7 separate regions of the Mus musculus genome follow, and regions 1, 2, 4, 5, 6 and 7 are each linked to region 3. A link is a contact called in public promoter capture Hi-C data. All regions are on one chromosome and are shown on one strand. The core of a region is the stretch at or near the end of the contact, and the rest is flanking DNA. Distances in the headings are between cores, read along the strand shown. Region 1 holds the start of Ccndbp1 (cyclin D-type binding-protein 1). Region 2 holds the start of Hypk (huntingtin interacting protein K). Region 3 holds the start of Oip5os1 (Opa interacting protein 5, opposite strand 1). Region 4 holds the start of Pdia3 (protein disulfide isomerase associated 3). Region 5 holds the start of Trp53bp1 (transformation related protein 53 binding protein 1). Region 6 holds the start of Tmem62 (transmembrane protein 62). Region 7 holds the start of Tubgcp4 (tubulin, gamma complex associated protein 4).

What was found. Promoter capture Hi-C pulls out the DNA fragments that hold promoters and counts their contacts. Capture Hi-C pulls out chosen DNA fragments and counts their contacts.
Region 1: a contact with region 3 is called in a promoter capture Hi-C map of liver, with 3 times the contacts expected there. The contact joins the promoter of Ccndbp1 here to the promoter of Oip5os1 in region 3. A contact is called at or near these places in 1 of 39 promoter capture datasets (liver) and 1 of 9 other capture datasets (liver).
Region 2: a promoter capture Hi-C map of adipose tissue shows a contact between it and region 3, with 3 times the contacts expected there. The contact joins the promoter of Hypk here to the promoter of Oip5os1 in region 3. A contact is called at or near these places in 5 of 39 promoter capture datasets (cranial neural crest, hippocampal neurons, liver and 1 more), 1 of 115 datasets of contacts at active chromatin or transcription factors (embryonic stem cells) and 2 of 9 other capture datasets (adipose tissue and liver).
Region 4: a contact with region 3 is called in a promoter capture Hi-C map of liver, with 6 times the contacts expected there. The contact joins the promoter of Pdia3 here to the promoter of Oip5os1 in region 3.
Region 5: a contact with region 3 is called in a promoter capture Hi-C map of liver, with 3 times the contacts expected there. The contact joins the promoter of Trp53bp1 here to the promoter of Oip5os1 in region 3. A contact is called at or near these places in 2 of 39 promoter capture datasets (liver and pre-B cells), 1 of 484 Hi-C or Micro-C datasets (B cells) and 1 of 115 datasets of contacts at active chromatin or transcription factors (microglia).
Region 6: a contact with region 3 is called in a promoter capture Hi-C map of adipose tissue, with 4 times the contacts expected there. The contact joins the promoter of Tmem62 here to the promoter of Oip5os1 in region 3. A contact is called at or near these places in 2 of 39 promoter capture datasets (embryonic stem cells and liver) and 3 of 9 other capture datasets (adipose tissue, liver and pancreatic islet).
Region 7: a contact with region 3 is called in a promoter capture Hi-C map of liver, with 6 times the contacts expected there. The contact joins the promoter of Tubgcp4 here to the promoter of Oip5os1 in region 3. A contact is called at or near these places in 4 of 39 promoter capture datasets (hematopoietic stem and progenitor cells, hippocampal neurons, liver and 1 more) and 1 of 9 other capture datasets (liver).

The regions. Positions count from the first base shown.
Region 1 is chr2:121,007,013-121,010,235 of GRCm38.p6, forward strand. It overlaps Ccndbp1 (cyclin D-type binding-protein 1), which reads left to right and starts at 1,396. Exons shown (of 11, transcript NM_010761.2): 1 at 1,396-1,597; 2 at 1,706-1,765; 3 at 2,031-2,110; 4 at 2,815-2,896. The coding sequence starts at 1,498. Tmem62 (transmembrane protein 62) reads left to right here. Exons shown (of 14, transcript NM_175285.3): 14 at 1-831. The coding sequence ends at 133.
Region 2 is chr2:121,455,732-121,458,803 of GRCm38.p6, forward strand. It overlaps Hypk (huntingtin interacting protein K), which reads left to right and starts at 1,357. Exons shown (of 4, transcript NM_026318.3): 1 at 1,357-1,560; 2 at 1,915-1,970; 3 at 2,261-2,312; 4 at 2,418-2,709. The coding sequence starts at 1,375. The coding sequence ends at 2,513. It overlaps Serinc4 (serine incorporator 4), which reads right to left and starts at 1,033. Exons shown (of 12, transcript NM_001025371.2): 1 at 724-1,033; 2 at 260-424; 3 at 1-110. The coding sequence starts at 822.
Region 3 is chr2:119,592,716-119,595,757 of GRCm38.p6, forward strand. It overlaps Oip5os1 (Opa interacting protein 5, opposite strand 1), which reads left to right and starts at 1,581. Exons shown (of 3, transcript NR_027832.1): 1 at 1,581-1,719.
Region 4 is chr2:121,412,118-121,415,241 of GRCm38.p6, forward strand. Pdia3 (protein disulfide isomerase associated 3) reads left to right here and starts at 1,785. Exons shown (of 13, transcript NM_007952.2): 1 at 1,785-2,088. The coding sequence starts at 1,922. It overlaps Catsper2 (cation channel, sperm associated 2), which reads right to left and starts at 1,675. Exons shown (of 13, transcript NM_153075.3): 1 at 1,299-1,675; 2 at 33-173. The coding sequence starts at 171.
Region 5 is chr2:121,269,460-121,272,798 of GRCm38.p6, forward strand. Trp53bp1 (transformation related protein 53 binding protein 1) reads right to left here and starts at 1,948. Exons shown (of 28, transcript NM_013735.4): 1 at 1,813-1,948; 2 at 1,065-1,249; 3 at 760-850; 4 at 445-529. The coding sequence starts at 1,819.
Region 6 is chr2:120,975,628-120,978,671 of GRCm38.p6, forward strand. It overlaps Tmem62 (transmembrane protein 62), which reads left to right and starts at 1,435. Exons shown (of 14, transcript NM_175285.3): 1 at 1,435-1,851; 2 at 2,072-2,183. The coding sequence starts at 1,672.
Region 7 is chr2:121,169,621-121,172,813 of GRCm38.p6, forward strand. It overlaps Tubgcp4 (tubulin, gamma complex associated protein 4), which reads left to right and starts at 1,548. Exons shown (of 18, transcript NM_153387.3): 1 at 1,548-1,851. The coding sequence starts at 1,774. Zscan29 (zinc finger SCAN domains 29) reads right to left here and starts at 1,505. Exons shown (of 5, transcript NM_001290819.1): 1 at 190-1,505. The coding sequence starts at 504.

The DNA of each region.
Region 1 (3,223 bases), core at 146-2,645, 1.4 Mb after region 3:
AGCCTTTACATTCTCTCCATTGAGGACCTGGTTGACATTGCTGACACCTGTGCTCATTTACCGTGTGTGGACATTGAACTCCACTGAACTTGGAATATTCATGGTGCAGTTAAAAAGTCATCTGAGCTCCTGAAGTCCATGGCTTACAGCTAGCAGCCTGGAAGAAGTCCAGCCTCCACATTTGTGGCTCAGATCTCTGCCCTGTGGCAGATGGGAAAGCCAGTATCAGTGGGTGAGCTTCAGGAAGCAGTCACTCCTTGGACATCTGAATGTTGGAAATGTTTACTACTGATTCTTGCTGTGTGGACTGCAGAAAAGTCTAACAATTGATTCTTCCTCAGGAGGCAAAGAGCCCTAATCAAGAAGATTGCCACAGTGGGGTCTCTGTGTCACTGTGTCCCTTGGTACTACTGTGTTTATTAGGGTCATCCTGTGAAAAGCATCCAGCCCGAACTTGGAGTTCAGGATGTCATTTTCTGCCTAGGGAGCCTGTGGAAACTTGTCCTGGACCTTTACTGCTCCTGAGACTTGACTTCCCAGCCTGTTTCCCCACCGATCATGGGCTTTCTGCTTCCTTAGCCAAGGTTGTTTTCAACTAATCAAATAAATGAATGAATGGTAGCCATAAACAATGGGTTGGAGAGATCAGTGGTTAAGAGCATGTACTTTACCTCCAGAAGACCCGAGTTCAATCCCTAGCAACCATGTCAGATGCTCACAACTGCCTGTAACTCTAGCTCCAGGCCAGAGCCACTGTGGGCACCTACATTCATATGTGCACAGACTTACATGTGATTAAAAAATAATAAAAGATAAGTATTAACAAAGAAATATCACAAACGGATCTGCAATGTTGATAAACATATGGGAGCCAGAAAGTGGGCCTGGTTTGGGGGCTTGGAGAAAGAGTCACCAGGGAGCTGGAGTCAGCAGTTAAGAGTGCTGGCTGCTCTTCCAAAGGTCACAGGTTCGATTCCCTTCACTCACACAGTGTAACTCCGGGTCCTGGGGATCTGATTCCCTCTCTGGCCTCTGCAGGCACTGCCACGGACATATTTACAGGGGAAAAGCTCAGTTACATAGAAGAGTGGCCAGGTCTCTAGTAGGTCAAAAGATGCCTGGCTGGGTCTTTTGAGTGGCCTAGTGTCATGGAGGGAGGGGTAGTGGGGTGTAGCCAGGGACTGGAAAAAGTCTCTAGATCTGCGGGGAGGGCAGGTGAAGGAGGCGTGGCTGGGTCTCCAGGCCGGGCCAGCGGGGAGTGGGCAGGTTTCCAGTGGGGAGGCGTGGTCTTGTTCCTGAGTGGGCGGGTCTCTGGGGGTGGGGGGAGGCGTGGACGGATGGCCGGGCTGTCTGGGAAGGCGGGGTCGCTACACTGAGAAGGAAGGGGCGGGACGCGCTGTGTGTTGCCGGAAACGAGATGAGTTTTTCAGCACCGGAAGTACTGCGGCGGGGCCAAATGGCTTAAGCGTCTTAGCTGGTTCCCAGAGAGAGCCTGCGATGGCGAGCTCGACAGCCGCAGTCCCCTTCCTTGCTCCGCCTCTGGAGCAGCTCCGGCACTTAGCAGAGGAGCTACGGTCACTTCTGCCTCGAGTACGGGGTGAGTTATGGGAATCTGCATCCCGGGCTCCGGGTAGGGATGTAGGGCATCAGGTCAGGGCTCCTCTCACCTGTCTTTTGCTTTCGGGGTGATCCGGCCTTCCTCAAGTCGGCGAAGCCCAGGAGACAGCGGAGGAATTTAATCGAGAAATGTTTTGGAGAAGACTCAGTGAGTGTCTGCCGTTGCGGGCTCTTCCCTCATCTCCCTGCATCCTAACCTTCCCTCTGCTGTCCCCTGAGATGACAATGTCTCTGGTCCTCATCCCTTCTCCCACCCATTCTCCGCACTTGAAGCAGAAATATAAAACGATTTCTGGAGTTGTTTTGGAGATGTTGATTAGGGTGGAAAAGGGACGCGTTATCTAAAAAGTCCAAGTAGTAACTTTAACCTTTTAACACTAACTTTGGCCCCCTGCCGCCTCTGACACCCCCAGATGAGGCAGCAGTGAAAGTGAACGGGGAAGCCACTGTTCTGACAACGCACTTCTCTAAACTTCCATGGCCATCTCCACAGGTGAGCTTTGCTTCCGGAGGGTTATTTTCTCCTTAAGAATCCTCCCGTTTTCTTACCCTTCACATTCAAGCCACACTTATTTCCCCCACTTAGCAAGCGAGGTTACAGTTCTTACCACATGGGATTGTTGTAAATAGCCAGGTGCATAGGGTTAGAAAGGTCTTCTAAATTTAGGCTGAAACTCAGCCAGGTTAGTTCCTCTTAACTTTCAACTTTCCTTGTTGATTTATAGCTGTTTCACATACATATTCCCCATCTGACCAATGAGTAAGCAGGTTTAGAGGCTCAGGTCAATAAATAGCAGAGGAGGAGTTAAATGTCTTTGCAGTATCTAAGCAGCACCTGTTATATAAAACCCTTTAGTGTTAAGATGTTGCTGTTGCTGCTGGTGGTACACACCTTTAATCCCGGCACTTTAAGGAGGCAGGGGCTGGCTGCTCTCTTGAGTTCAAGACCAGCCTGGTCTACAGAGCAAGTTCCAGGACAGCCAAGGCTGTCCTTCTTTTTGTAATGCTTTTTATAATTGTCAGGTGTCTACCTAATTTCTTTCTATTGTGTGGTGAGTACATTATAAGACCTGACTCATGACGAGTTTTCATAAAAGATTTAACCATGCTCTATAGATGTTTGGTCTCTTCCTTAGTAAATGAGTTGACAGCATTGATGTTAAACATTCTTTCTGAATTTGGTCCATCACCTCATAGGAAACCCAGAGGATCTGTGAGCAAGTCCGTATTGCCATCGAGGAAATAATTATAGTGTATTATTCACTTCCTAAGGACCAGGGTAAGTGACCGTACACGGTAGTGTTGTATTCATGGGCTAGGGCTTTGCTAAGGTAGTAGACTATATCCTGACATGTAAACATTATATGTTTATCTTCAGGGTAATATTATATATTTATACGTAAGTATATTATCCATGTTTGTTTCTCTTCATTTTGAGCATGTGACTTTCCTGTGAAATAAAATCGAAGATAATTTTATATGTGAGTGAGTTTTGTGACACTCCCTTATGTGAAGGTACAGATGCTATGTAACTGTGACTTTCCATCGTGTGTGTGTGTGTGTGTGTGTGTGTGTGTGTGCAGGTACACACATGGGCTCTCTCCTT
Region 2 (3,072 bases), core at 107-2,606, 1.9 Mb after region 3:
TGGAAGGTGGCAGTTCCTGCACACACTCGATACACAGCGCCAGAGCCACTGAGAACTGGGCAGTCCGAGCTGCCAAACAGGTGGGCACATAGCACTGAGGGCATCTGGATCTGCAGGGAGTTGGTTGTGAGAAAAGTCAGGGCCAGCCACAATCTATGGACAGTCTCAACTTTTTACTGGTAGGTTGACTCCTTTGCTCCCTGTCCCAAATCTTAAAGGTTTTTTTTTTTCCCTCACATTGCAACCCTTGCCGACTTACCCCATGTGCTTTGCCCCAGACCCTTTCTACCACTGTCTTCGAAAGCAGGAGGCAGCAGATTGCTGAGGCTCCCACGTGGAGGAGGATGTAGAGCAGGCGGCTACACCTAGACTCTGTCAGAGAGTGGCAGCCACTGGTCCAAGAAACAGGTCCACAGCAGGATGCCTGGGGATAGAAGCAATGCAGAGTTTTTCAAAGGGTGTGGGGTTAACCAATGGTCAAATTCCCAAACCCTCCATCCTTCTGTCTGGTTATGAGCCTCTTAGGATTACCTTCCACAAAGCACTAGTAAGGTTTTCATTGCAAGAACTTTAAACTTTGGTGTATTCTTGAACCACTTAACTTTTTCCTAATGATCTATGGCTGGGAATGTGGAATGAGATGTTTACCTATTACCCAGGCAAAGAACCAGGTTTCTCATCCCAACTCCTAGCTTTTTAGCTATCTCTTCCCAAATGTCTCACCTGATTGAAGGGGGTTTCCACTACATTACTGACTCCACCGTGCTGCTGTGCAAGACCCTGGGTGGTGCTCCGGCCGGTGACAACTTTTGCACCCATCATTTTTGTTAGATGTAGATCCAGTATTGGAAAAACTGACGAGAAACAGCAGCTTCTCGGGATTTTCGCCCATTGGACAGTCGCTTTGCTGGCCTAATCATTCGTCTTAAGGCAGCATAGACATGTCATAAAATGAATACAGGTTACCAGGAAGTGGTAGATAGATGCAAATAGTCTTGTGAAGATGCCTTCGCCGGGCTTCCTATTCGGGATCATTCGGACTGTTATTCTGAGATTAGGAGCAGTTGGCCTATCAGGTCTAGGGATTAGGTTTTTTAATTGGTTTAGGATTAGCCACCTTGATTGGACAGAATTCCATGTGTGTGTCTCTATGTGTGAAAGGATTGCTCTTAGGAACAATGTGCCTTGGTGGTGTGGGTAGTGAACAGATAGTCGAAGGAGACTGCAGAAAACAAGCTGGAGAGGAAGTCAAAAGCGAACCTCTTTGCTAGCTGAAGCTTCTCAAGACAGGCACAAAGGTGTGGTCCACGCCTACCCCGCCCCTTATCTGGGCGGAAGCTGTGAGGGTTGCCGGAAGTTGTGAAGCGGCAGCCTATGCGGCGGCGCGGTGAGATCGAAATGGCGACCGAGGGAGACGTGGAGTTGGAGTTAGAGACCGAGACCAGCGGCCCGGAGCGGCCTCCCGAGAAGCCAAGGAAACATGACAGTGGTGCTGCTGACCTAGAGCGGGTTACTGACTATGCGGAGGAGAAGGAGATCCAGAGTTCGAATCTTGAAACGGTGAAGTTGGCTGGGAGCTTGTATGAGGGGTTGAGAGAGGGGCGGGAGAGAGGTGAGACTGACCGGTTTGCTGCTCACTGGGGCTCCGGGAAGGCTGATAGCAATGGTGGGATTTGGCAGTAGGGTGGGGCTAAGCGACAGCACCCACCCAGTCTGCTGTTTGCTTAAGAATTCGATAGAGATTGGGCCTAAATAGATCTCATGTGCACGAAATTAGGCGTAGTCCTTTGGTCCTGAGAACACTCGTAGTTGTGAATACCTGAAAACCACGTGGTTTTTATTTTTGGTATTGCGTTTTAGATCAGAAAATTTGCGTGGCACGGTGGTAGATAACTTGACTCGTGTTTTCTACAGGCTATGTCCGTCATTGGAGACAGACGGTCCAGGGAACAAAAGGCCAAACAAGAGCGGTAAGTTTAAAGCACACCACCAGCACTACCGGTAGGTCCTCGTTCTCCAGGGGAAAAAAAAGTTTACGTCTTTAACCAATTTCTACAGATCTAGGGATTACAACTTTGTTAGTGGAAGGAAAGATTCCAGGATACCTTACTGTAAAACCTCCAGGGGAAAGAGTTGGCGCGTTTATTTGCTATTTTCAGTAAACCTTGTTCCACCCATTTTCAGTGAGTAGCTGGGAGTGTTCCTTCTGGGAGTTTATAGCAGAGGCAGAGAATGAAAAGAAATGTATAAATATTTACAGGGAGAAGGAACTGGCGAAGGTCACTATCAAGAAGGAAGATCTGGAGTTGATAGTGAGTATTAATTTTTTAATGGATTCACAAGAGAAGTGCTACCTAATTTGGGCTCCTGAAACAAGTGGAGAAGAGGCTTTGGTGACGTGATTTTCCCTTTTGCAGATGACGGAAATGGAGATCTCTCGAGCAGCAGCAGAAAGGAGCTTGAGGGAACACATGGGCAATGTGGTGGAGGCTCTTATTGCCCTAACCAACTGATAATGTGCTTTTTTAGACATTCTGGACTGACTGACTGACTGAAATAAAGTGTTCTGTTTTGCTGTTTTTTTTTTTTCTTCAGTTTCATCTCAGATCAAATGCATTATATATTCTATTTTATTGTCAGTTTCTATGTTGGACCTTGATGAAACTGTGTGAACAATCAGTATAAAGAAGTACCTAATGTTCAAATGCAGGCTCTTATATTGTGTGTGTGATTCCTCTACTGCCATAGTGTTTCTAATAACTACCACATGGGAAACAAATTTAAGTGCCCTTTTCTACCAAGCCATCTTGCCAGCTCTAAGCAGCAGATACTAAGTGGTATGTTAGTATCACTCACCTGACTAGCTCTTTCTTGGCAATGTAGAGTACATTTGGATCCTCTGCAAAAGATCCAAATGCATATGTTTCTAGGATAGCTTATGCACTTTTCCCCTTGGATCTGTTCTTGTATAAACCAGGCTGTTTCCAAACTGAGACCCCTCCCTAACTTGAAAGCTGCTTCAACTAACTCTCCAGGCTAGCTTATGAGTATCAAAGGCTAGCATCTGTTTTG
Region 3 (3,042 bases), core at 331-2,830:
GATATAGCTCTGATAAGTGCTTGTCTAATATGCATGCAGTCTGAGTTTTCACTACATGTGAGCACACACACATACACCTCAGGCAGGAGAATTCCTCACCTATACCCCATATAAATAGGAAAGACATAGCACCATGGTTTGATGGTAACAGCCCTGCAGTGTCACCTGAACCCCTGCTTAAGTGAGTTGAGGAGGGACAAGACTGTTTCTGCTGGTTCTTTGGGCAGCCCTTCGGCTTAGCCCAGGCCTCATTGCTTGATATCGCTCCTTTGGATTACTGTTGTCTGTGCATCTGTCTGTCCCTACTCAGTCCTGCACCTCACCATATTCCTCCGTTGACACTCACCTGGACCCCTCAGCTAGCTTCAATACTCTGTGTCTTTCTAAATGAGTTCATCAATATCTAACTGTGGTGACTTTTCCCATTTATATCAGCTCTGTCTGGATGTAGTAAAACCTCACTGAACACAGAGGTTTGTGTAATCCTTTGCAGGCCTTCTGTAGTCTAAGTATATACAGATATACAGTGTGCCTATTCATACACAGAGACATACGGTGCAGTGATGTGTGATCTGATAGTAGCTAACACTCAAAGAACCTGTCTTTGGATGGAGGACATTGTTGCTCACTTGAGATTCAGGACATAACCAGTGTGGTAATTCTGTTACATTGCAATTTGAGGCCAGCCTGGGATACACAAGGTCTCTGTCACCAGCCCAGCTATAAAGGGAAATCAAGGCTGATGGCCAGTTGCAGCCAATAAATCAATGTAGCTTGTGAATTTATTATTATTCAATAGGTTCTAACATTCTAATAATAATAACGAATAATGTAATTATTATTATTATTATTATTTTATTAGCCAATAGATTCAATAGACAACTGTGTTTTGTCTTTGTATGGCATAGCATCCTTATCACAGAGGGAAGCATAGAAATTTGGATTTAATAAATGGCCTAGTGATAACCCCGTCATTTAGGAAGCACTGCTTATCCAGAAGAACGTGTGTCATCACCTGGAAGAGTCACACTATTGCCTTCACTACCTCTCCTGGAAATACCGCTAAAGGATCTCTAAATCCTACAACTGGAACAAACAACAAATGCAGTTTAACATTTTCTCAGGCAGCGGGCAGGCCCTTTTAAGGTGAGGAAAACTACGCTACTGTATTGACCTTTAAACAGCAGGCAACATTCTCTCAAGTGGGTCAAAGTCAGAAGAACTGACACCATGAAATTGTTCCTCTGGGTGTAGTGTTAGTCCGGGTATAAAAATCCTTTAGCCAAGAGAGGAATTACTAGTAACAGTATATTTTTACAGTAACGATAATTTAAAATAGTCATTTGGCCTTGTAGTGCTATCTTACTAAAAAGTGAGACTGCCTCCGTGCGGAATGTTTTTCCTCAAGTGAATTACAACAACCCTTTTCCTCCTTAACTTCAACTGGAGCACTAAGCTCCAACAACAAAAAATAGAACCAGAGAGAGGGATTGATTGAAGTACTTCCCAGCCAATCCGCGATGGAAAAAGAGCGCGCGAGCAAGGTGCTGTCCAATCATCACTCGGAGGCGGGGCGGAGCCTTTCGCGCCTCCGCCCCTGGGTTGGCGGACAGGGGAAGGAGCGAAGATGGCGGAGTGAGGCGTGCCCCGGGCAGCTGGCCTGCGGGCCCGGGGCAGGCCTCCCGTGAGAAGCGGAGTACTTGTGCTGGACCGTGTGAGGTGAGCTGAGAAGTCCGTCTGTCTATCGGGAGACGAGCAGCCGGTGGGGCGGCACAACTCGGGACGGGGTAGCGGCGAGCCTAATGAGGGAGCCGGCGAGGCCTGGGCCTGACAGGGCTTTGCATTCGCAGCCGCGTCCGGTCGGCTCCGCCGCCTCCGGGTATGTGGCCGCGTCCTTCCCTTACCAGCGCTCCACGCCCTTCCTTGCGCCCTTCGCTTTGGCCGCTGCGTGCTTTGCCCTGGTTCTCTGAGTTGCACGTACGCCGGCCGTATCGGGAAGCCGCTGTGTGCACCTCCCTTTTATTTTTCTAAGACTATCTCTGTATTGTTTGACCCTTTACCGAAGGCGTCACCGGTTGAGGTTGACAGGCCTGTTGCAGCTCTGGGCATTTTGTGTCCCTGGCGCGTTGACCTTGAGATTTGCTGTAAGAGGCTCCCTCTGGTATTTTCATTTGAGTATGTGTATTACAGATAGACTCTTGCAGCCTTTACCTCATACTCGCCCCTGCCAAACTTTTATGACCGTAGTAAGCAGCTTTGTCCTTGGACGTCCTGATAATGCCCTTATGGCGCATTAGTTTCGGCAAACGGGTCTCAGTGGAATTCACCTATGTTGATTTCTTACCCAGGATCAAGGGAAACGGCTTACGATGCTTTTCTTTTCGTTTTTTTAGAACTATAGTTCTGGAAGTACTGCTGGAATCTCATTTGTGTAGTTGGTGTACACTGGTGACAGTGTAGTACTAACAAGATATTTATATTTGATTCTTATTTAATTTTATCTCTTTGTAATTGGGAGCCCCCTTACTTTTATTGGTATTCAGCTAAATTCTCGGAAAGTCTTTGCTTCTGAATTCTGGATCGGGGAGACATTTGCTGCGTGTGTTGGTGCTCAGGGCCAGAAATTTACATCTATCAAAACCTTGTTTCAGAAATAAACTGGCATATTAGTGAGAGCCAGTTCAAATGGAAAAATCATAATGTGAGTGAATGTTTGTGATAGATTATATGGTTTTTGTTAGCCCTAGACTTAGCAGAGCTGAAGCAGGAAGCACTTGCTTAGGGGGTGAAAAAAAAACCAAAAAACAAAACCCCTCCCCTTTAGCACAAGTAGTTTTTCTTTTTAATATGATCCACAAGTAGAAAAAAATAGGTATGAGCCAGAGGAAGGGAATATAACATCCTTCCTCATCTTAAAAAAGAGAAAGTCGTTTGCTTTCCACTAAAAGACAGCTCTACATTACGGGAGGTTTTCTGCGGAGTTACAGTTTCTCGCCCCTCCAGAGAGACTACAGTATCATATACAGTATCATAAACTCAGAG
Region 4 (3,124 bases), core at 535-3,034, 1.8 Mb after region 3:
TATCACGTTTAGTGTGAATGAGGGTTACTAACCAAGTATCTCCCGGAGAGTGTGCCTTGGTACGGCTTGGCTCAAGCCCTGCAAATGCTCTATGAGCGAGAAAGTGTCAATGAGCTTTGAACGGATAGCATCAGCTCTGAGCAGCTGGAAATGTCCTTGTTCTTGTGCCATGTCTGTTAAGAAAGTAGAACCAAGGATGTCATGCTTAAGAATTATACTACAATTAGCAGGCTCTCTCCTCCCCCAGCTTCTTTGCCTTTTAGAGATTCAAGAAGCCCACACAAAAAAAGCTATGAGCAGTTAAGAATAAACACATTGAAAGACTCAAAGGTATTTTGTTGTTGTTCGGTACGGATTTTGTTTTTCATCTAAGCAAAAGACATAAAAGTCATAAGAAGCTAGGCAGTGGTGGTGCACGCCTTTAATCCCAGCACTTGGGAGGCAGAGGCAGGCGGATTTCTGAGTTAGAGGCCAGGCTGGTCTATAAAGTGAGTTCCAGGACAGCCAGGGCTGCACAGAGAAACCCTGTCTCGAAAAGCCAAAAACAACAACAACAACAAAAAAAAAACAAAAACAAAAGTCATAAGAAATATCTTCACAGCTAACTAAATATTCGGGTTATTTTCACTTTCTGACAGCATTTGTAATTAAACACTTCTTTTTGAAAATTAGGCTTAAATGTTAGGCAGGTGGCCCATGGCTTGGATCCCAGCGCTCTGGAGATAGAGGCAGGCAAATCTCAGAGCTCAAAGACAGCCTAGTGAAGGACAGCCAGGGCTACACAGAGAAACTATCTTGAAAAACAAACAAAAATCAGTTTAAAAGGCAGGCAGTGTAGACAGATATTCCAGTCTCAAGAGGATGGTGGATCTCTGTTGAGTTCCACATTTGCCTGGTCTATATAGTGAGTTCCAGGGCAGCCAATCCTCCTTGCCTCAAAAAAAAAAAAAAAAAAAAAAAAAGGTGAAAGCTGAGCCTGTGCCTATTAGTACGTAGTGCACACTATCAGTCTCAGCCACTCGAGAGGCTGAGGCCAGAGGATGGAAAGTTCTAGACCTTCGCGGATTACAGTATGAAGTCAAGGCCAGCCTGGACACCTTGGTGTGAACATGACTCAAAAAGTCAAAAGAGGACTAGGGATGTAATCCAGTGTTGGATCACTTGCCCAGCAATGTGCAAGGTTCTGGGCTCAATCCTCAGCTACCCACCCTCTCAAACAAACCAACAAACAACAATGGGGGGGGGGGGAGCAGCAGGCAGGGAGGGCAGAGGCCTAAGGCTGGACAAAGAATACAGACCTCACGTGGACCTGACAAAGCAGGATACGAGGTAGGGCAGCGGCAGGATGTAGACTTACTACGCCCTATAATTGGACAAAGCAACAGCCTGACATTTGGAAAACGTGTCGCGGTGCGCTCAAGTGCGTGCGCGCCCCAATGCCCCGGAGGGAGGGAGCCGGACAGACAGCTCAAGCTCCCCTCCAGCCCTTTCGCGGGCCTCACTTCCGCCCACTCAGCCCTGACTTCACCCCTCCGCCTTCCGCGCCGGCGCCCAGAGCTTCACTCCTCCCCAGCGGGTGGCGCTCAGGGCCGCTCCGGCTTCGCTGAGCCCCCTACTTCCCACCGACCCCCCGTCCAGGCCTCCGCCACAGCCAGACCGGCGGGCGTTCGCCTAAGCGTCCGCCCCGCCTCGCCCCGCGCGCCCGCCAATCGGCAGTTACCAGCTGTTCCGCCCGCCCGACGCTGCGTGACGCAGCCAATCGGCGGCTGCCACACTGCGGGCCCCGAGCAGGCCTAGGGGGTTGGGACCTCGGCAGCGGGTCTGCCCGGGCCAGACGCGCGAGCGCAGGCAAGCGGCTGCAGATTGCGGGCTCTCCCATCTCATTTCTCCGGTCCCGGCCCTCCGACCGCGACCCGCCGCCATGCGCTTCAGCTGCCTAGCTCTGCTCCCGGGCGTGGCGCTGCTGCTCGCCTCGGCCCGTCTCGCCGCCGCCTCCGATGTGTTGGAACTGACGGACGAAAACTTCGAGAGTCGCGTCTCCGACACGGGCTCGGCGGGGCTCATGCTAGTCGAGTTCTTCGCCCCCTGGTGAGGCCACTTTGCGGGATCAGGGCCGGAGGACCGGCTGGGCGCGGGAGCGGTTGGGCCTACGCAGCGCGGGCGCCCTCCACTATCTAGCAGGCCTGGCTGCGGCTGCCTCATTGCCAGTCGGTGGGGAACCGGGAGGCGCTCCGCCCGGGGTGGGGGGTGGGGTGAGGACGAGGTAGGGTGGGGACGGGGGCAGATCCGGAAAGCAGAAAGCCTAAACTCCAGGGTAGGGCCACGTCCTTACCTCCGCGTTCTTGCAGCACTTCCTATGTGGAGGGTTCTCCCATCCCCTCCCCCTCCGGTCTATCTTTCAGTATCTAGGTGAGTCAGTGTATGTGTCCCCAGGTCTGCAGACAAGGCTGGCATCCCAAAGCCTTCAGAGAGGAGGCAGAGGTCCTCTTTTAAGTGGTGAGGTTCTGGGGTTTTTTTTTTTTCTCTTTTTGTCTCCACCCCATTAGAGCCATTGGTTTCTAACCAAGGTCACTCTGTAGCTGCAGAAAGATCCTAAGTGCTTTCTTGAGACAGGCCATTAGTTGGTTCATGGCATGGCTTACACTATTTTACATTAAGCTGCAGAGGCCTCTTATTAAAAGAGTAAACCAACAAGAATTATTTCACTAGGACCTATCATAATTTCAGTATTAAATAATTCTAGAAAATGATAACATTCTGGATAAGAAAGTTACCACTGCTTAACCTAAGAAAAGGGTAAGTTCTATCGAGTGGGTGTGACCCCAAATAAAAACTTTGCTTGGGAAGGGAGAGCAAATAGGATTTCTAGTTTTGTCACTTAGAGTAGTGGATAGGATAATTTACCAATTATTTATTACAAGGGCATACAGTTTAGAGGATGTCAATATTTTTTCCCTCCTAGCACAATGACCCTTAATTCAAACCTGTTCAAAAGTATCAGTAAGACAGAGTGTGATAGTTACACTGTAACTTACCTTTGCTTCTGACCCAGTGGGATTGTTAACATCTCTAGCTTCTCTGACTTAGATGGTCACACTCAAAAGTCCTGTAGTGAAGACTGCCT
Region 5 (3,339 bases), core at 698-3,197, 1.7 Mb after region 3:
GTAAGAAAGAGAAGGAAGGGCTGGCTCTCCCTGAACATAGTAAAGCTTTAATGTCCCTGCCCATCAGTACCCCACTGGGGACAATGTCTTTACTGCACAGCTGCTTAAGGATAGAATTAACTTAAGATTATGTCAGAAGTCAGTAGCAGGCCTAACACAGAGGACACCACCATCCTGATATGCATAAGACACTGTAAAACTTGAAAACTCTTTAGGGTATACATTACAATTTGAAGTTGTAGGAGTTGAACGAAGTGTTACTTCACAAAAGAGATCCCAGCTCTCAGTCCTAAAACAGAACTACCTATAGAATCCCCAAATCCCACTCCCCAATTCACAAAACAAGATTAATATCTTTATCTTTGGGATGAATCAGCAGGTACAGATAAGAGTCGATCGAATAGTAAATTGAAATCAACTCCTTTGACTGAAACAATAGTTTACCTGCTTGTCCTGTTTGGCTGAGGTAACCGTTCAATGACCTGACTGATGGAACCACTGGTACCCAAATGAGAAGACTCCACAGGATCTGAAAAAGACAGAAGGAGGTGGATATTAGCACAGAAGACATTTGCCATCAAATTTTAATACAAATTGAGAAATGGAGGCAACACCAAACTAATCACGGGTATCCAAAGGCTTACTGAACACTAGATAACAAACTAGGCTTCCTTACACATAATCTCAACTGCATGTTTAAATCGTTCTGCCCCCACAGGACCTTAAACACTGCAGAGAGCCAAGCCTTCAACTGCTCACCTGAAGCTTTCTTTTCTTTCAGATGTTCATTGAATGAGCTATTACTGTCTCCTTGTTCTACAGCAGATTGTTCCGGATTTGATACAATATCCTAGAAAACATGAGCACATAAGATCCTCACAGTACACAAAGTAGTACAACAGGGACCTTTCTGTGGGTGAGAACACGTTGATTTCATTTTTCGTTCCCCACCAACTTTATCCAAAAGCTAACAATCAACTAAACACGTTAATTTTCTGGGTTAGTTTGGTGTAGGGGGGTCAGAAAAAAATAATAACTTGAACAGGGCATCATCACTCACTCACCAACACGGGGTTCTCTTTGTGCATCTGCAGATTAGGAAGGTGTCGAGATAGCACGCTGAAGTGAGAGCCTGCATCTTCTTCCAGAACCTGGCTTTCAGGCTGAGAATCTTCTATTATCAGGCAAGGAGTGTCTTGCTGAGAGAAATCTGAATCCAATTGACTTCCAGTAGGGTCCATCTGCTCCCCTGGAATGGAATAACAAAAGATCAGTTCGAAGAGTAACCCTATTGAGCTTTCCACACACAATCTGAGACTAAATAAAGGGGCGGAAGTGTGAGATCGAGAAAGGGACCATTCTAGGGCTACCCAGTAGCCCACATTTGCAATCGCTCTTAGCACTTTCTCAGCCATCTCCCCAGCCCTCATTTCTCCGTTATTTACCACCGCGCCTCTGGATCCTTCGATCTCCCCCTCCCTCCCTCCTTTCTCTTCACCTTCCCTCAGACACGCTTCCTTCCTCACCTCTTCTCCCCGCCCCTTTCCATCCCCCACACAACTCTCCCCGCGTTCTGACGCCACTGAGCCCCGGGAAGACCTCTTCGCAACCCCGGCGGGCGGGAAGCCCACGGCCCTCATGCGGCCTCAGGACCACCGCGGCGGCTGCCTCCCCACCCCCTCCCCGGCCCTCCAACCCCGTCCCCGTCACCGCCGCCATGCTTGCCACCCCGCCCCCTCCAGGCGGCCAGCCCTTCAAGCCCGCCACCCGGGCCTCTGCGGCCCGCTAGCTCGGCTCCGCTCGCAGCACTACCTGGCATCCCGGCGAGAGGTGCCTCGCGCTGGATCTAGAGGTTTCTGCACGCTGCCCAGGCCCCTCCAGGTCGATCCCCAGGTCGCCACTGTCGCCACCGCCGCCACTGGCCGCGAGCTCCCCCTTTTCCCGTCACGTCACGCAATATCGGATCGCCCATTCGCTGCTGTTGTCTGCCACTCAGGAAATCCTATGGATGATAGGTGGCTGAGGTGAAGTGCCCGCCCCCAGCGTAAGAAAAGGAACACGGCGGCGTGTTTCCATGGTAGCATGGACGTCGCAGGCCCTCCCCCTAATACAGCCAGCATGACAGTATCCTTGAACCGAAGGGACATTAAGAGGGCATGAAATAAAAACCCCTGCCTGAAGGACGGGGGTACTCACTACTCACACTTGAGGGCTTCGGCCCCTTCACTGACTTCCGTGGAAAAGGAGAGTCTCCTGGATTTTCAAAGAAAGGGCAAAGAGGAGGAGAATTGAGGAGAGCTAGTACTTCTGAAATGGTGAAATGGAAGAGAAGCCTCTGTGGGGTTTGCCAGTGTCGATCAGGATCCCATTTGTAGACCTCTGCCTGAATTTAAAGGCTTCCGTTTTCCCACTCTATGTCTCTGGCAGTTTTGATTTTGTTGTTTTATATTGTCTTCGTGTTCCCACTCCCTTTCAAGCTTCCCTATTTGTCTCTCTCTGCCCTTTCTTTTAGGGAATTGCAGCAGCCCCAGACGCTTTGCACCTCCCATTGAACGAACTGAGCATTGTAATCCTCAAACTAGAAGCAAAGAGAACAGCTGTCACCCCTACTAACTCAATGACCTAAAGGATCCAGGCCCAGAGATTTAATTATCCTAATCATGGTGTCAGGGTCTTATAAAGGGTGTGGCAGCTGTGACAACTATTAATGAACTGAGCTCAAGATACATATGTGGTTTCACTGTCATTTTAATTTAAAGAGCCGTTGGATCTGGGCTAGAATTCTAACCAAGCAGCTGTCAGGAGGGAAAGCACCTAGCACAGTGCCAAGAATATACATAGAAGGCATTAAAATGGAGGCGGTTTTCTCTACTCCAGACTCAGAATTATTTAGGCACAGCCCATACATGATTCTCAACTTCTATAAATGCCCAGTTTAGCACTTGAAATAAGCCAAGCTTAGAGAGGAGCATCCTACCAGCCAATCTCCTCTCTGCTGCTATAAATTACAGTGATCATATTCTCCTAACCCAAAAATCAAAGCATGTTGTCTTCATACGCATTACTTGTGGGAACAAAAGGATCAGCTTAAACGAAATCGCTCTGAAAATTTTAGGATCTATTGTTATAACTAAAATTCCAATCCTAGAATGTTTTACAAGTAGAGCAAAAATGACCCAAATCACAGAGACACATCTTACCTCTTAATCCTAAAATCATTCATGATTGACTCCTGAGTTTCTCTACTGAGTACTAGACATCAAATCAATGCAATCAAAAAAAAAAAAAAAAAAGACCCCACCTCAAGCCGACCTCAACTATAGCAGAGCACTAAGTGTA
Region 6 (3,044 bases), core at 185-2,684, 1.4 Mb after region 3:
TCTGTTGTGTGTGTCATTTTAAAGATTTTTAAAATTTTGTTTTATTTGAGACAGAATCTCATTATGTAGCCTTGACTGGCCTCTAACTCAGAGATCATCCTGTCTCTGTCTCCATGTGCTGAATTAAAGGCTTGAGCCACTAAGCTTGGCTTATTTTAAAGGTTTGTATTGTGAATTGTTTCTAGTATCTTTATTTTCCTTTTACAGTTAAATTTTTTTAACATTTTATTTTTAAGGGCTGAAGAAGTGCCTCAGTGGTTAAGAGTACTTGTGGCTCTTACAGAGGATTGAGATTCCGCTCTCAGCACTTACATAGTCCTTCACAACAGTCTGCAACTCCAGTGCGAAGGGATTCAGTGCCCTCTTCTGTCCTCCATGGGCAATTCACACACATGGTACACAGACATACATGCAGGCAAGATACTCATACCCATATGATAACAATAAAGATTCTAAAAAATATTTTGTAGGGGCTGGAGAGATGGCTCAGCAGTTAAGAGCCCTGACTGCCCTTCCAGAGATCCTGAGTTCAATTCCCATAACCACATGGTGGCTCACAACCATCTGTAATGGGATCGGATGCCCTCTTCTGGTGAGTCTGAAGAGGGTGACTGTGTACTCACATACATAAAATCAACATGTAAATCTTTTTAAAAATTGTAATTAATTTTTTGGGGGGATAGGGTCTCTCTACATAGTCCCAGCTGTCCTGAAACTCATTATGTAGACCAAGCTGGCCTCGAACTCACAGAAATCTTCCTGCGTTTGTTTCCCAAATGCTGGCATTAAAAGTGTGTGCCATCACACCCACCTAAAAATATTTTATTTTTGTACTAATTATATGTGTGTCTGAAAGTGGGTTTATGCAACCCAGTGCATTCTCTATAGAGAACAGAAGGGGGCGTTGTATTCCCTGGCGCTTGTGGTCAGAAGCCTTCTAATGTAGGTGCTGGGAACCACACTGGAAATGCTCCCTTATGTTTTCTGTTTGCATCAATGGCTTATTACAGTCCAGAGATGTTGAACTGATTGAAAAATTACAACACTGACAATATATCCCAAGGAAATATTGTTTAAAGCACGATTTGTATAAAAATGTTTATTCTTAATAGCAACACATATTAAAGAGTTGAAAGCCAACAATAAAGAAGTAGGTTTGATAAATTAAGGCCACGACTAGACTCTAATTCTGCTTCAGGCAATAGAAAAAGTTAATTTACAAGTATACTACAGTGCCACAATACCATAACAAGTACATATAAAATCAGATTAAGGAAAAAGATAATTTCCACAAGATAAGGAATCCTGTGGGGTTATGTTATTCGTGAAGGAGCCAGAGTGAGCCGCCCGTCGCATTTGTACTTTAAGAGGCGTCCTGATACTCACTTTGATTCTCACAAGCACCCCGCACGCACGCAAGGTGTCATTAACTTCGCTTTACAGGTGCTGAGGTCGCACCACGGTCAGGGATGCCAGACCCTGGTGGAGCCAGGTGGCGAGCTGCCTCCCTGCCACCCCCTCGCTTGGCTCTTCCTGGTCCTCACTAGGTTGTCAAACGCCGGGCAACCGGGCTGCCGCGGCGCGGAGGCCTGGGCTGAGGCGAGTTGCGGAGGCGGCGGGAGGCCACAGAGGCCGGAAGTGCGGGCCGGAGCGCTCCGGGGCTGCGCCGAGATGGCGAGAATGCTGGCGGTCCGGGTGGTGGCAGGGCTGGCGGCGGCCGCGGTGGCCGCCCTGCTGTTGGAGCACTACGGCCTGGCTGGGCCGACTACGCCGCTGCCGAAGCCCAGAGGCTCCCAGAGGCCGCACCCCGCCCCGGGCTCGGAAGCCAACAACATCTTCTGGGGGCTGCAGGTGAAGTGGCGGGAGGCCAGGGGAGGGCACAGCGCGGGGCGGGCTCGCCCAGCAGGGGGCCTCGGTCGCAGTCCGCCGGGAGGCTCGGCTCTCCTTCCCCGGGGTTCGTTAGGGCATCTTTTTCTTTCCCTTCCGCTCCCCGAGAGCTGACGGGCCACCCGTGTCGGTGCGGCTCTTCCTGACTCAGATAACGTGTCTGTCCAATGCCTGCTTTTGACAGATATCCGACATTCACCTGAGCAGATTTCAAGATCCAGGCAGAGCGCTGGCCTTAGAGAAGTTCTGTTCGGAAACTATTGACATCATTCAACCGGCTCTTGTCCTGGCCACTGGTAGGAAGGATTCCTGTGCTGTGTGCGGTGCGGTGGTGGTGTTCTATGGTCCTGATGGTAGAATGGGCAGCAGCTATTCGCTTGAGGGTGTTGGCAACTCTGGCCCTAGACCGTCAGTGAGCCCTTTGAAGTGGTGGATAATGGAGTCAGGATCCAGGCTAAATGCTTTGCCATCTCAAGGTTTTTCTCAGTAGGAATAAGGCTTGTGATGCTTACGACCAGATGTTGTCTGCCATATTTGTGTTGTGTGTGTGTGTGTTTATGTGTGGGTGTGTGCGCACGTGCGCGTGTATTGATGGTGATGATGTCCTGATGAATTTGAATATTAGGGGGTGCCCTATAACCGGGAATCAAAAGCTCTCCTTTGCTGACTTATATTTTTCTGTACAAGGAGGTTATGTTTTCAGTTGTTTGAGGACTCTTCAAACCTGTGCACGTGTGAGCCCAAAGGTTGGGTAGGAAAAGCTCCAAAGAGTTGTGTTCTGTGTTCTGTTTTTTGGGTGGCTCGGCTGTCACTCACCCTTCTGAAACATGTCTCTTACTAAGATGAAGTATCTGTCCTCAGATAATGAATAAGTCCCTGCTTCAGGTGTTCTGTTTACTTCCTAGAAACTTTAGCATTTCATTGGTCAAACTAGATTGTTTTTTGCTCTGAAATAATGCTTGGTCACAGCATAAATCCTGGTTTAGGGGTTGGAAAACAACTGTTGCAATAGGTAATAGGCACTTGCTACAATGTTGCAACATCACACAAAGGAGTTTCATTGAATTTTGTACTGTGTCTCTTTTCTCTCTCTCCCTCTCCCTCTCTCCCTCTCTCTCTCTCTCTCTCTCTCTCTCTCTCTCTCTCTCTCTCTCTCT
Region 7 (3,193 bases), core at 298-2,797, 1.6 Mb after region 3:
AACTGAAGTGAAAGACTTACTGTAACAGAGTAGGCATCTCCAAGCAAGCCCTACCTGAAAAAGTAACCCTTCCAGATCAGAAGTATCAAAATCACCAAACCTCTTTACATCCGACTGATCTTAAACTGCCCCTCCATCCTTGTCTCTCCCCAGCCACACACTTCTGACTGTATTCCCCCTCCTCCTCACCGAATGTCCAGGTCTTCCAGACTCTCTTTCTAAATCTTCCACCAGTGTCACCGCCTCCTCTCCATTTTCTGGACATTGCTTCTGTACCCAGTTCTGGATCTCCACAGGTAGCACAGTCAGGAATTGCTCTAGCACCAACAATTCTACAATCTGCTCCTTGGTCCGCACCTCCGGCCTTAGCCACCGACAGCAAAGTTCCCATAGTTGGCTGAAAGCCTCCCGGGGCCCAGCCACCTCCTGGTAATGGAATCTTCTGAAGCGCTGTCGTAAGCTTTCAGAGCTTGTGCCATTTCCTCTCCGAGTGGGTTTGGCCATCTTTCACAGCAGAAAGCCGTTTCTCTCCTCACTGTCTGGGTTCTAGGACTTATTACACTATCTTTGCATGCCCTTGGAGAAACACCTGCAGATGAGTCTCTCTGTAAAAAGGAGTTTTATCCTAGAGTAGAGAGAAATGGCGCTATCTGAGGAGAGTATCTTTACATGTTTAAAACCTTGTCAGAGCCGGCCTGACTTTCAATATGCTCGAAGTGGCCTTCTGAGGCAGTACCTTTTCAGGACAGCAAATCAATAGGCAAGGTGAAAATGACCTTTTAAAAACTGCATTTCTAGGTGACGTTTAGAGTATCCCCAGGAAGTTGCAGAGAAAAGAAAAATCTGTCCGCTTCGCTCCCACCTCAGGTAAATCATTAGCGCCCCAGATCAAATCGGTCAAAACGTTTGGCGAACGACAACAAAAAGCCTCTGTCCAGCGAGCGCCGGCTATTCTCCCCTAGAACCACCGCCGTCCTTCCAGAAGCTCCTGGTGTCTGCCCCGCCCCTTGAACACCAAACTACAAATTTCCACCCCGAACCAAAGTCAAGTGCCGAACACTGGGTCTCTTGCTCGCGCCTCCCGAACGAAGTAAGAACTCGGCAAGAGTTCCGGGGCGACAGATGGGGAAGGTCGCGCACCGGGGGAGCCGACTTGGGCTTCTAAATTGAGGTGGACTAGGGGAGAGTTACAGGAGTTGGTGAAGCGAGGAAGCTCGAGGGGCGGCAGTGGTGGGTCTCCTGAGAACGAGGCCGATGCGGGCCGGTGCTGCGAGTCCGTGGGCTTCGAGCACAGCTCCACAGCGGCGGCTGCCAAGTTCCAGCTTTGTTTTCTTCCCTCCGGCCGGGTCACTCTGGGAGACGTCGGCAGTCGGTCAAAATGCCACAGACCCTGCCAAGGCGTCCTGAGGACTCCCGCCGGCCCACCCCAGGCCGCGTCTCTCTCAACCAGCTTCTCAACTCACTCTCATCCCTTCCCCTCCTGGGCTAGCCTCAGTCCCGCTCTCAAGCCGGAAGTCCGAGCGGGCTTCTCCTGGAGCCCAGGACGCATGCGCGACGGCACCGGCGCCTCCTCGCGGCTCCGCGGCGGGAGCGAGGCGGTGGGCGCCTGGGCCGCGCGCACTTCCGGGATGCGGCGCGCGGCTCTGTGGCATCTCCTCTCCCGGTGGACTGCGGGGATTCAGGGCAAGAGATTCCGCTGGGTGTGAGGGGTCGCCCGGAGAGGCGCTGAAAAGAGGAGGTGGTAGATCTAGGGACTCCCGAGCCGCCCTAGAAATGATTCACGAACTGCTCTTGGCCCTGAGTGGGTACCCAGGGTCCATTTTCACCTGGAACAAGCGGAGTGGCCTGCAGGTATGCAGGGGGTCAGAGACGAGTCGCTTGCCGCGCGGCGGGTGCAGCTGAGCCGCAGCGAAGGGGCGGGACCCGGGGAACTCCAACCGACCGGCGCCCGCGAGCGGGGAGAAACCGAGGGCCAACCCTACGGAGCTCCGGCTATGGGGGCCCTGCGGTCCCGCGACTCCTGCTAGAGAACCACTAGGAGTGGATAGAACCACACTTCTTTTCACTGCATATGAATTTGTTGTTAAACTGAATCCCTAAATGTGTAGCTGGAATTAGATGATAGTTATTTGAGGGAAAAGGGGGAGGGATAGGGAACTCTTGCATTGATTCAAATTGAATTTTGAAAGTAGTGGAAATGTATACAAAGCGCTCAAGACACAATACTCAGTAAATTGTGTTGGATGAAAAAAATGAATTTGTAAACATATGGTGTTTCCCTCCTTTCTTCGAAAATTTCTGTACCAGGTGAAGAACTTGAGAGGGGGTTTTTCCTGTAATTAGAAGAGTATAACAGGAATGTACCCGTTAGTTGTTTTCTCTTCCTCTCCCCCTCTGTTCCTTTATCTCCCCCAACCCCCGTGAGAAGCCCAGATATAGCGTGATACTCAATATTTTGCCGAAACTAAATTGGCAACACTGAGTTTAATAGCCAGGCGTAGTGTTTGTGCCTGTAATCCCAGCCTTTGGGAAGTTGAAGCAGGATTATTGGTGTGATTCAAGTCCAGCCTGGGCTTCACTGTGGAACCTTCTCTCAAAAAAGAAAGCAAGAAAAGAAGGGAACAGAGGGCAGAGAAAGGCAAAGAAAAGAATGACAACTACAAATGTGTCTAAGTGTGTTGTGTAAAATGGTATCAGTGACTTCAAGGTGGAGTTGACTTTTTCACAGTAATTAAGCCTAAACTAGAATTTTTTTTTTTAAAACTAGAGTATGTGTCTATGTTGTATGAGTGTGGGCATATATGTCACAGAGTGTATGAAGAGGTCAACTTTATGGAGTCACTTCTCTCTTCCCACATTTGTGTAGGTTTCAGGGATTTAACTCAGGTCTTCAGGTTTGTGTAGCAAATGCCTGACTCTCTGAGCCATTTCACTGATCTTAAACCTAGAACTTTTCTAAAACTCTGTCAACAAGAAGTGTTCAAATTTGATAACTGTACCCAAGGAGCTAAAGGGATCTGCAACCCTATAGGTAGAACAACATTATGAACTAACCAGTACCCCGGAGCTCTTGACTCTTAGCTTCATATGTATCAAAAGATGGCCTAATCGGCCATCACTGGAAAGAGAGGCCCATTGGACTTGCAAATTTTATATGCCCCAGTACAGGGGAATGCCAGGGCCAAAAAGTGGG